Regions from separate parts of the Macaca mulatta genome. Here region 1 is linked to region 2. A link is a contact called in public Hi-C data. All regions are on one chromosome and are shown on one strand. The core of a region is the stretch at or near the end of the contact, and the rest is flanking DNA. Distances in the headings are between cores, read along the strand shown.

The links. Hi-C and Micro-C count contacts between places; a contact is called where the count stands out from the background.
Region 1: a Hi-C map of fetal cortex germinal zone shows a contact between it and region 2, with 3 times the contacts expected there. The contact joins the promoter of MSMO1 here to the promoter of KLHL2 in region 2. A contact is called at or near these places in 4 of 14 Hi-C or Micro-C datasets (cortical neurons, fetal cortex germinal zone, fetal cortical plate and 1 more).

What each region holds. Positions count from the first base shown.
Region 1 is chr5:173,879,416-173,884,058 of T2T-MMU8v2.0, forward strand. MSMO1 (methylsterol monooxygenase 1) reads left to right here and starts at 2,640. Exons shown (of 6, transcript NM_001260803.1): 1 at 2,640-2,704.
Region 2 is chr5:173,761,510-173,766,108 of T2T-MMU8v2.0, forward strand. KLHL2 (kelch like family member 2) reads left to right here and starts at 2,932. Exons shown (of 14, transcript XM_015139450.3): 1 at 2,932-3,273.

The DNA.
Region 1 (4,643 bases), core at 1,390-3,889, 120 kb after region 2:
AAATCCAGAGGGCCCTCAGTAAATTACAGCTATTGTTCCCTGAGCTCCTGTTAATCTTCATTGTAGGTAAATAAGTAAGTTGAGCTGCTGCATGAGCATTTTTTTCCAGCTCTAAGCCTTTAAGGTTTAAAATAATCTGACCTCTCCATACACCTACACCTGCTCTGATTTAGAAAATGTAATACTATGGTAGAATTCCAAATCAGAAATAATTACTGACATTTACTGATCTTATATGCCAGAGACTGTGCAAAGGACTTTACATACATTATGTAATCATCATAAAGAACTCTTTGAGGTGTAGGTATTATTATTTTACAGAAGTACCAGATAAGACAGAGAAGTAACTTACCCACTGCTGATAAAATGCCAAGCCTAGGAAGTCTGGCTCGACAGTGGGTTCTATTGATGCTTACCTGATAGGGGATAGCAGATTTGGGAAGAGAGAAAAGTTGGGTGAAAGTTCAGTCATCACACAACCAATAGGATGGGGACCTCTGGAGCTGGGATGCTCAAGCAAAGTAGTCCTACATTGGTTTAAGGGCTTTTATACCCCCGTTTCAACCAGTTGCTTGACTAGCTGTTCCCCAGAAAGGGGGTATACCCCTGGGGAGAGGTGCTTCTCTTTGGCAGTACTCAGCAGCTGGAGGAATGCCTGCTTAGGTCTTGAAGAGGGGGGATCTGGGTGGTGTGCCACAGTATCCACTACAGGACCAACAGATTCATATGCCCACTGCACAGTATACACTGAGACAGCAAGATTTGCAGCAGAGAAAGAGTTTAGTGATGGCAGGGCACTGAGAGGAGATGGGAGGAGACCCTCAAATTCATCTCCTCGAGGAGTTCTGTATTGGGGTTTTTAAGGGGATCCTGGAGGGCAAGAGGCTGGAAAATTAGGGTCGTTGATTGGCTCAGGTAAGGGGGATGAAATCATCAGGATGTGGGAACTGCATTCTTTGGTGAGTCAGCTCCTTGTGGTCCTTCAGACCAGCTGAGTCCGTAGTTTCATCAGCATGAAGGACCTGAAAGATTATCTCAAAGCACAAACTCAACGTTTCATAATATTCAAGTTGTCTGTAGAGCAGTTAGGGGAAACTATAACCTTGTAACAGGGTCTACATGATTCTGAAGCAATAGGCAAACAATTATGAGGAAGGGATCAGACAGCAAGTTGACCTAATGATTAATCCTCAGTGTGCCGCAAGCTTGGTTTATTTTCGTTCCCCCCACCCCTTTTTCCCAGATTAATTTGATGAACTATGTAGGGACGGTTTCAGACACCACTCTAAAGGCATCCTAAAGACAGGGCTGACACAACCAAGGGACAGATCCCATTTCTTTTCATTTGACGTGACCTCTGTCATGATACTTTAGAAAGAATGTGTGTGCCAAACATAAGGGGTAGACGAATGAGTACAGGTCACACTGAATCTAAAAAACACACTTTTCAGGAGGGAACTTCCTCAAGGAGATAGCACCTGAATTGATGGGGCGGCGTGGAGATGGCTGATTATTCCAGGCAGAAGGGCCAGTTTAAGCAAAAGCATGGAGGAGTGAAACAATAGTATTCTGTTTTCAGAAGCTGTGTAGATTTGACATATACATAATCAAAACATCATATGTGCGCCGTAAACACAATTTTTGTAAATTATACCTTAATAAAGATGGAGGAAAAAGGGCCTTCACTAGCCCAAATGATGCCCCTGTGCGGTTTTTTCTTTAAAGGCCCCTTTTCCTTTAAGTGAAAGTTTTAGTATATTATGCATCTGTACACAGTTTTATTATTATACCCCAGTACACAATATTTTAATGTTGAGAGATGGCGTAAACTGAGCTTAGAGCTGCAAAGACCTGCGTCAGGCCCCCGCCCCTGGGCCCTCATCGTCCAGCACAGCAACTGCAACATCACCTGGGCGTTTTCAGCTCACGTAGCGAGGTCAAGGTCCTGGGAGCCGAAATCTCCCTTGATGTTCAATCTTTTTAAATCTTTCTGCAAAATGACGATAATCGCATTTGAAATTCTCCGTTTTCAAAATACAGGGATTTATTAAAGGATACGTAGGCTGGGGAAACAAGGGAGACGAAAGATCTAAATCTAAAAGGTAGACCAGAAAAAGGCAAGGGTGTCTAGCAACACAAAACAGTCAACATAGATTTTAAGACTCATTTATACTCTTTTCCTCCCGGGTTTGGGAGTTGCGGCTGCTACACAGGTCACAGTTGAAATAAAAGTCCTGGGACGGCGGCTGGCCCGACACTCTCGCCCCAGCACAGCGCAGGCTCTGACTGCCAATCTGCTGGGACCGCAGTTGCCAAGGCGACTCCGCGCGGCAGGGCAGGGCGGCCATCCGTCTGTGCCCGCCCCCTCACGCCGTGACGCGCTCTCACGCTTCCGCGCCTCCTGGCGCCCCGCGACGCCTGCCATTGGCTGGCCCTGCGGGTCTCACTATCCTCACTCCATCCGCGGAGCCAATGGCTGGGACCGCCAGGGGCTCCTTCGCGCGAGTCACACGATGTCGGCAACTGCACAGACCAATCACCGCGCCGAGAAGACGGGGCGGGAGCCCTCGCAGGCCAATAACGACAGGACTGAGCGCCTGGCCCACCGGGCTCCACCCCCGAGCCGGGCGAGGCAAGTTCCGAGGTCGGAACACCTGGCTGATCCTGGGTGACGGTGGCCGGCAGTCATCTCGCGGCCGTTCAGGTGAGGGGGTCGGGGGAGTGGCTCGTGAGTGAGGAAGGGGCAGCAGGTGGGCTCCCACCCGGTGCTCCGTGAGATCGAGGGGAGCGGGTTCGGGGTGCGGATGCGCGCGCTGGGCCGGACGCTGGCAGTGGTACCCGAGAAGGGGCGGAGGGAGACTGGAGTCAAGGTGGGCCTAGGGAAGGTACGTGCTAGAAAGGAGGAAAACGGAGTGAAATTCTTCAGTGATGGAACTAGGCTAGGACATGTTTCTTGCCCTTTAAAGAGTGTTGTCTTCGGGAGATGGGACGTAGAAGACAGTTGCAGCACAGGGTGGTAGCTTGGCGAAAGTTATACAAAAGCAGGAAACACTGGAAGGAGGTAAGATGTAATGTGCTTTGGGAGTAGGGGGGTGGGAAGGGCGTCCGAGAGGAGGTTGCTGAAGGGTGACTAGGAGTTGGATGGGAGGACATCACCTGTAAGGGAACGATATTTCCGTGGGCAGAGAGGAATGAAGCAGTAGCAACCATGGGTGATCAGATACTGTAAAAATGTGAAGTGTAGGATGGCGAGAATGTAACAAATGAAGAGTGAAGAAGTCTGGAAGGGCCTCGTGTGCATCAATCACAGAGGGGCTTGATCTTTATGCTTAGGGCAAGCACTCCCTTGAACTTTGAGTGTTTTAAGGAGCTTATTTCTTATGTTTAGATTTATATAGATCCTGGCATTGCATCTTAGAGATAAGGTTTAAGAAGGGCAAGCTTGGAGGCAGGGCAAGTCCAGAAAATGAAGGAGCTGGTGAAATCCGTTTTAAAGTGCCAAAGGACAGAGACTGGCTGACAGCTAAACTTCAAGGTTTCTGAGAATCCACAAATAACTAAATTTATCTAGTCAGCCTGCTCCAGAGTACGCTTCCAGTCATTTAGGTTGCCCAAGAATGAGTAAAGCAAAAGGAAATTCAATTTTCCAAGACCTCGTTTCCCCCTCCTCTTTAATTCCTTAATCAGTTAGCAACAATATATCCATTCCCTTGCTCCTTTGTGAAAAGTAAGTTCCTGAATGTTAAGTAAACCAAGTGTTTCTAAATTGGGTAAGAGTTGGAAGACTTAATCAAGGCAGCAGAGATGGGAGACACTTAAAACTTTATGTCTGAGAATTAAGCATTAAAGGTGGTCTAGCATTTGGGCGGGGTTTGTGAGGAGCACGTACTGAACCTTTGGACCTGCTGAGTGAGTTCGTGTGCCTCTGAACTCTCTGATTGGATATGACCAGTAAACTTGGATAATCAGATCCTGGAGTTTAGGGGAGAGGGCAAGAGGTAGAAAGGATGGATATCAGCGTATTTTTAAAACAGAAAATAGTTAAGATCACCCAAGACCATCTAGAATCGTTAGAAGGGAGTAAGGAAGGCATTATTGGGAAACTTTCCAGCTTGAATTCTCATATTCTTTCTACTCTCCTGGTTGAGTTTTTGGAGTGCTGTTCTCTCTGTGCAAAACCCCTCCCTTGACCCTCTCTCCCTCGCTCTATTTTTTAACTTGTCAGTTTCCTCTCCTGTTCTAGGTCTCAGTTTAGATAGCACCTTTCTCTAGAAGTTCATAGCACTGTGTATTCCCCCCTTTATTTTTCTTATCACCTAATTTTTGATGGTTTGGACACTAGTTGTTATTCCTCACTAAATTTTGTGTTTTGTGAACTCAGGGGTAAGGGCAGCAGCTGGCACAATGAATGCACAATACTTGTCAGAGTGAATGCATTTGAGTTCCAAGAACCAAGGAAAGGCAGTATTTCAAGAAGAGAAATATCAAATCTTCCAGATTAGTCAAATAAAATAAACTACAAAAACCAAAGAGTTTATTGAGTTTGGCAACTGGAGATCCATAGCGATTTTTTTGTTTGTTTGTTTTTTTGAGACGGAGTCTCGCTCTGTTGCCCAGGCTGGAGTGCAGTGTCGGGATCTCAG
Region 2 (4,599 bases), core at 1,682-4,181:
CTGAGGACCAGTTTTGGTGTGACATTTAACTCCAAGTAAGGCTGAATTGTATGTGGGTAATGTACTCTTTCCCAGTCTACGTGTGAAGCCTACAAATGGGGGTGGTTGTGAAAAAGGAAAGGTTTGGGTTGACATTTCGCATGCTAGATGAGTTGAACCCCTTAAGCAAAAAATGATGATAGACAAAACTAACCCAGAGGAGGATGTGAGAGGGGCTATGGTTTGAAGTGATGTGCCTAGCTGTCAGATGGACACATCTTAATTTTTTAGTATTTATTTGTACACATAACACTATTTTGGGTGGGAAGATACAAAAGCAATAGAAAAAGTCCACCTCCCACCCCCCGCCTCAAAAGAGTTCCTGAAATGGCTGATGAGTCAGCCCTACTCACCGAGCTTGCATGCAGAAGGAAGTCAGGCCAAAGGTTTGGTAAAACCTAAGTTAGTATCTCTTGGCTCTAGGACTTAACCCAGTTCCTAGCAGAGTCAGGTATAACTGATGGCCACAGAAATGTACAGAAATAATAACAGCAACCAACATTTATTAAGTGCTTCCATTATACATTTATGTCCTATGTACTTTACATCAATTATTCCATTTAATTCTGAAAACAACGTTGTAAAGTAGGAAGTTTTATTATGGCTCTGAACAGAACCATCATACAGAAAAGTCTTCATGCTAAAGTGTACTAAGGTGGTTGTTGTTTTTTTTTTCTGGAACCCTTCACTAGGCTGCCAAGACACCTGCCTTGGATCTCCTTCTATTTCCCCGGTTGTTCCTTTACTATCTCCTTTGCTGAGTACTCCTCCTCTTCTTTTTTAATGTTGGAGTGCCCCAGGGCTTACTTCTTGGTCTACTTCTTTTCTTTAGCTACATAATCTAGTTGATCTCAATATCATCTGTACACTAACAACTTCCAAATTTGTATCTACCCCAGATACATATATCTAATTGTCTACACCTATCTTCACATGGATGTTTAACAGACATCTCAAGCTTACCATATCTAAATCAGAGTTTACAAATACAATGTCCACCCCGCCCTCCAATACTTGTTCTTTCTCAATCTCCCTAATCCCAGTAAAGGGCAACTCCATTCTCCCCAGAGCTCAGAACAAAATCCTTAGGATCATCTTTCTTTTTTATACGCGAATCTACCAGCAATCCTGAGTACTTTACCTTCTAAACAGATTCAGAACCTGACCACTTCTCTCAGTCACTGGGACTCTAATCCAAGCCATCCCTACTTTTCATCCCAGCCAGGTTAATCTCCTTGCTTGCTCTCTTGCCTCACTATGCATGTTACCCATACAGCAGTCATCTTAAAAAAAACAAAACAAAACAAAACAAAACAACAACAACAACAAACACACACACACACACACACAAACTTCGTATTATGAACTTCTGTTTATTTATGAATTTTGAGACGGAGTCTCGCTCTGTTGCCGAGGCTGGAGTGCAGTGGCGCCATCTTGGCTCACTGCAACCTCCGCCTCCTGGGTTCAAGTGATTCTCCTGCCTCAGCCTCCCGAGTAGCTGGAATTACAGGCGTCCACCACCATGCCCGGCTAATTTTTTGTATTTTTAGTAGAGACGGGGTTTCTCCATGTTGGTCAGGCTGATCTCGAACTCCCGACCTCAGGTGATCCGCCCGCCTCGGCCTCTCAAAGTGCTGGGATTACAGGCGTGAGCCACCGCGCCCGGCCTCTGTCTGTCTTTTTGTGGGATATTTTCAAACAAATCCCAGAAAAGTCATCCTTTTAATGATCAGATCAAGCTACTGACCACTTTCTAATTGCTTCTCATCTCAGTAAAAGCCAAGTCCTTCATCATGGCCTACAAGGCCTGGGTAATCTGTGATTACTCCACGCCACACCCATTCCCTCCGCTGTCCTCCTGACCTCACTCTGCTTCATTAGAGGGTCTCCCACCCTCGCGACCCCAGCAAGCATCATCTGGAGAGCTTGTTAAAGCGCACGCTGCTGGGCCCCACCCCCAGAGTTTCTGGTTCAGTAGGTCTAAAGTGGAACTGGAAAATTCGCATCTCTAACAAGTTCGCAGGTGCTACTGCTTCCAGCGGGCATACTTGGAGAACCACCAGCTGCATTGTTCTCCTTTCCCTTCCTCAACAAAGCAGGCAGGATCTTGCTTAGCAGTCTCCACGCTGCTCTTCCCTCTGCCCTGGGCATTCTTTGCATTACTCAAAGTCCCTGTTATTCCATCTCTGTTTAACTCATGCCTTTTGGGAGGCCTTCCCTGATCACTCCTTATAAAATCTCTTTACCTCTCCTCATCCTCATTTATGTTCTTCATGGTAAGCATCACTTTGTTTCTGTCATCCCGTCTAGATGGACAGCTCCACAAGCACAGAGACTTGCTGTGTTTTGCTGTCACGTCCCCAGCACTAAAACCTTGCCTAGCAGATGCTCACTTCACTTGTCCAAGGAATGGATAGCACACTGAGGAGGCACAGCTTCTTGCTTGGGACACTGGACAGGCAAATCATTTCTTCTTGACTCAGTTCCACCATTTGTAAGGGCACTGGTTGGTTATGCCTACCCTTCCCATCTCCCTGGGTATAGGCTCAAATGAAAAGAATAACGTGTACACGCCCGCGAAGCAGAGCAGTAAGTGGATACCGGGCATTATCCGAACGCCGCGCGTTCGGCCGCCCTTTTTCTGCACGGAGAACCCCCTCCACTCCCATTTTCCAGCGCCCCCGTCCCGGAGATCCACAGACCCGCTGTGGGCGGCCGCCGCCCGCGTCCCGGCCTGCGGGCCAGGGTCTGGGCACGCCCGCCCCGCTCCCGGCTGGCGCCCGCCCGCCTCCAGAAGCAGCAGAAACAGCAGCAGCAGCGGTAGCAGCAGCAGGAGGAAGGGGAGGCGCCGAGGGAGGGGTCCTCGGCAGCCGCGGGAGGCCGCATCGCAGTCCCGTCACAGCGTCGGCGCCGGCCGGGGCCAAACCCGGAAGTGGCTGAGCCCGCGCGCCCGCCGGTCCCGTCGCCGCCGCCCAGCACTCGGGCGAGCGCGGGAGCCGCGCAGTAGACGGAGCGCGCCTGGCCGAGCCGGCCATGGCCGCGGGGGCCGCCGCCGCAGGTGGTGGCGCGCGGTGAGGAGAGCGCGGCGCCCCCTCCGGGGCGGATGGAACGCGGCTCGGCGGGCGGGCAGTGCCGGCGTCCGCGGCTGGAATGGTGCTGGCGGCGGCGGTCGGTGCCTGCGTTCTGAAGCCCGAGAGGAGCCACAATGGAGACGCCGCCGCTGCCTCCCGCGTGAGTGAGCGGGCGGGCGGGCTGCGCCGCTGCGGATAAGCGCGCCGCTGCGGCGCGTGTCGCTGGCCGCGGGCGCAGCTCTGGGGACGGCCGCCTGGAGCCGCCGGGGCCGGCGGGAGGTGGGAGATGCGGGGCGTGACGAGGCGCTGTGCCCGCAGTCCGGAGCGGACGCGGACGGAAACTCAGCCTGGCCAGGCGGTGACTTAAAACGCTGCCCAGGATTTCTGGGGAAGGGTCTTCCCCATCTCGGGCGAATAGAAGATTCGGGGTGGGGCTGTGCATGGGTGACCCTGCCGATCCTGTGTGTACCTTCCTGAAATGCCTGGGCACCTGGTGCCCAGCTTGCCTACCCCTTTATAAGAGATCAAGCTAGGATGCACTGAGTCCGTTGAAAAAAGGAAACTGTAAAGTACCAGTCGCCCGCTGTCTAAATGAATTGATTCTAGGTTGCTTGATTCCCCGAATTTCTAACAAAATTAATATCCGAGGAGCTTTTGCATCACTCTAAATGAGCGGCGGTCGTTCAGGGCATGTGACCTCTTTTACCTGGCACTGCAGAACGTTTTATCCAGAAATCAGAGCATCTTCTGTTTCCTTCGTACCTCGGGCTAATTAGTAGCGTATCGACCTGCCAGGCACAGGTGTCTTTTTTCTTTGGTACCCAAGTACATTCAAGATCACTGGCAACAGAATTACTTTCTAGAAATAATAGCTGAAACATTATGTAGAAGACATTATTGCATTATTCAGAAAAAGGTTTTTTTTTAAAAAAAAAATTCTAGTTTTTAGTTTTAAAAACATCTTGGTAAAAGTGAACTGTAAATACCCAGGAGTTTCGAAAATTTCAATTTTGGTTCCCTCTTCTCTTAGGAGGGAACAAGAGTCCTTTGAATCTGACTTTTCAAATCGCAAACAAACCTCATCCTGAAGAATGGTGTACCTTTTCATGAGAGCTTATTCATGGAGGCTTGTCGTTCTCCGGTTAGATTTGGCAAGCTTCACTCCATACCAATTGTACCGCACCAGCCTCTTGTGGTTATTTGGCAGAATTCCAGCCAAAATAAGGATACTTGGCTTGGGTTGAATAATTTTTTGATGTTCAGCCCTTTAAGGAGAGCTAATAGGATTCTGAAACGACAGTTTCTAAAAGTGCGTTTCAGAATTTTTAGCTTGAGTGGAACAGGTCGTGGAAATCTAGGGGGTAGATGATAAGACTCTTGAATTGGCCTTCCTGGGCTGACAGAAGCAGGGGCTTAGTCACCTCTCGATAGCTGTGGCTTTGAGGGCTGTGAGATTTGGTCATGTTCTTCAGCAGGCTGGAGGAAG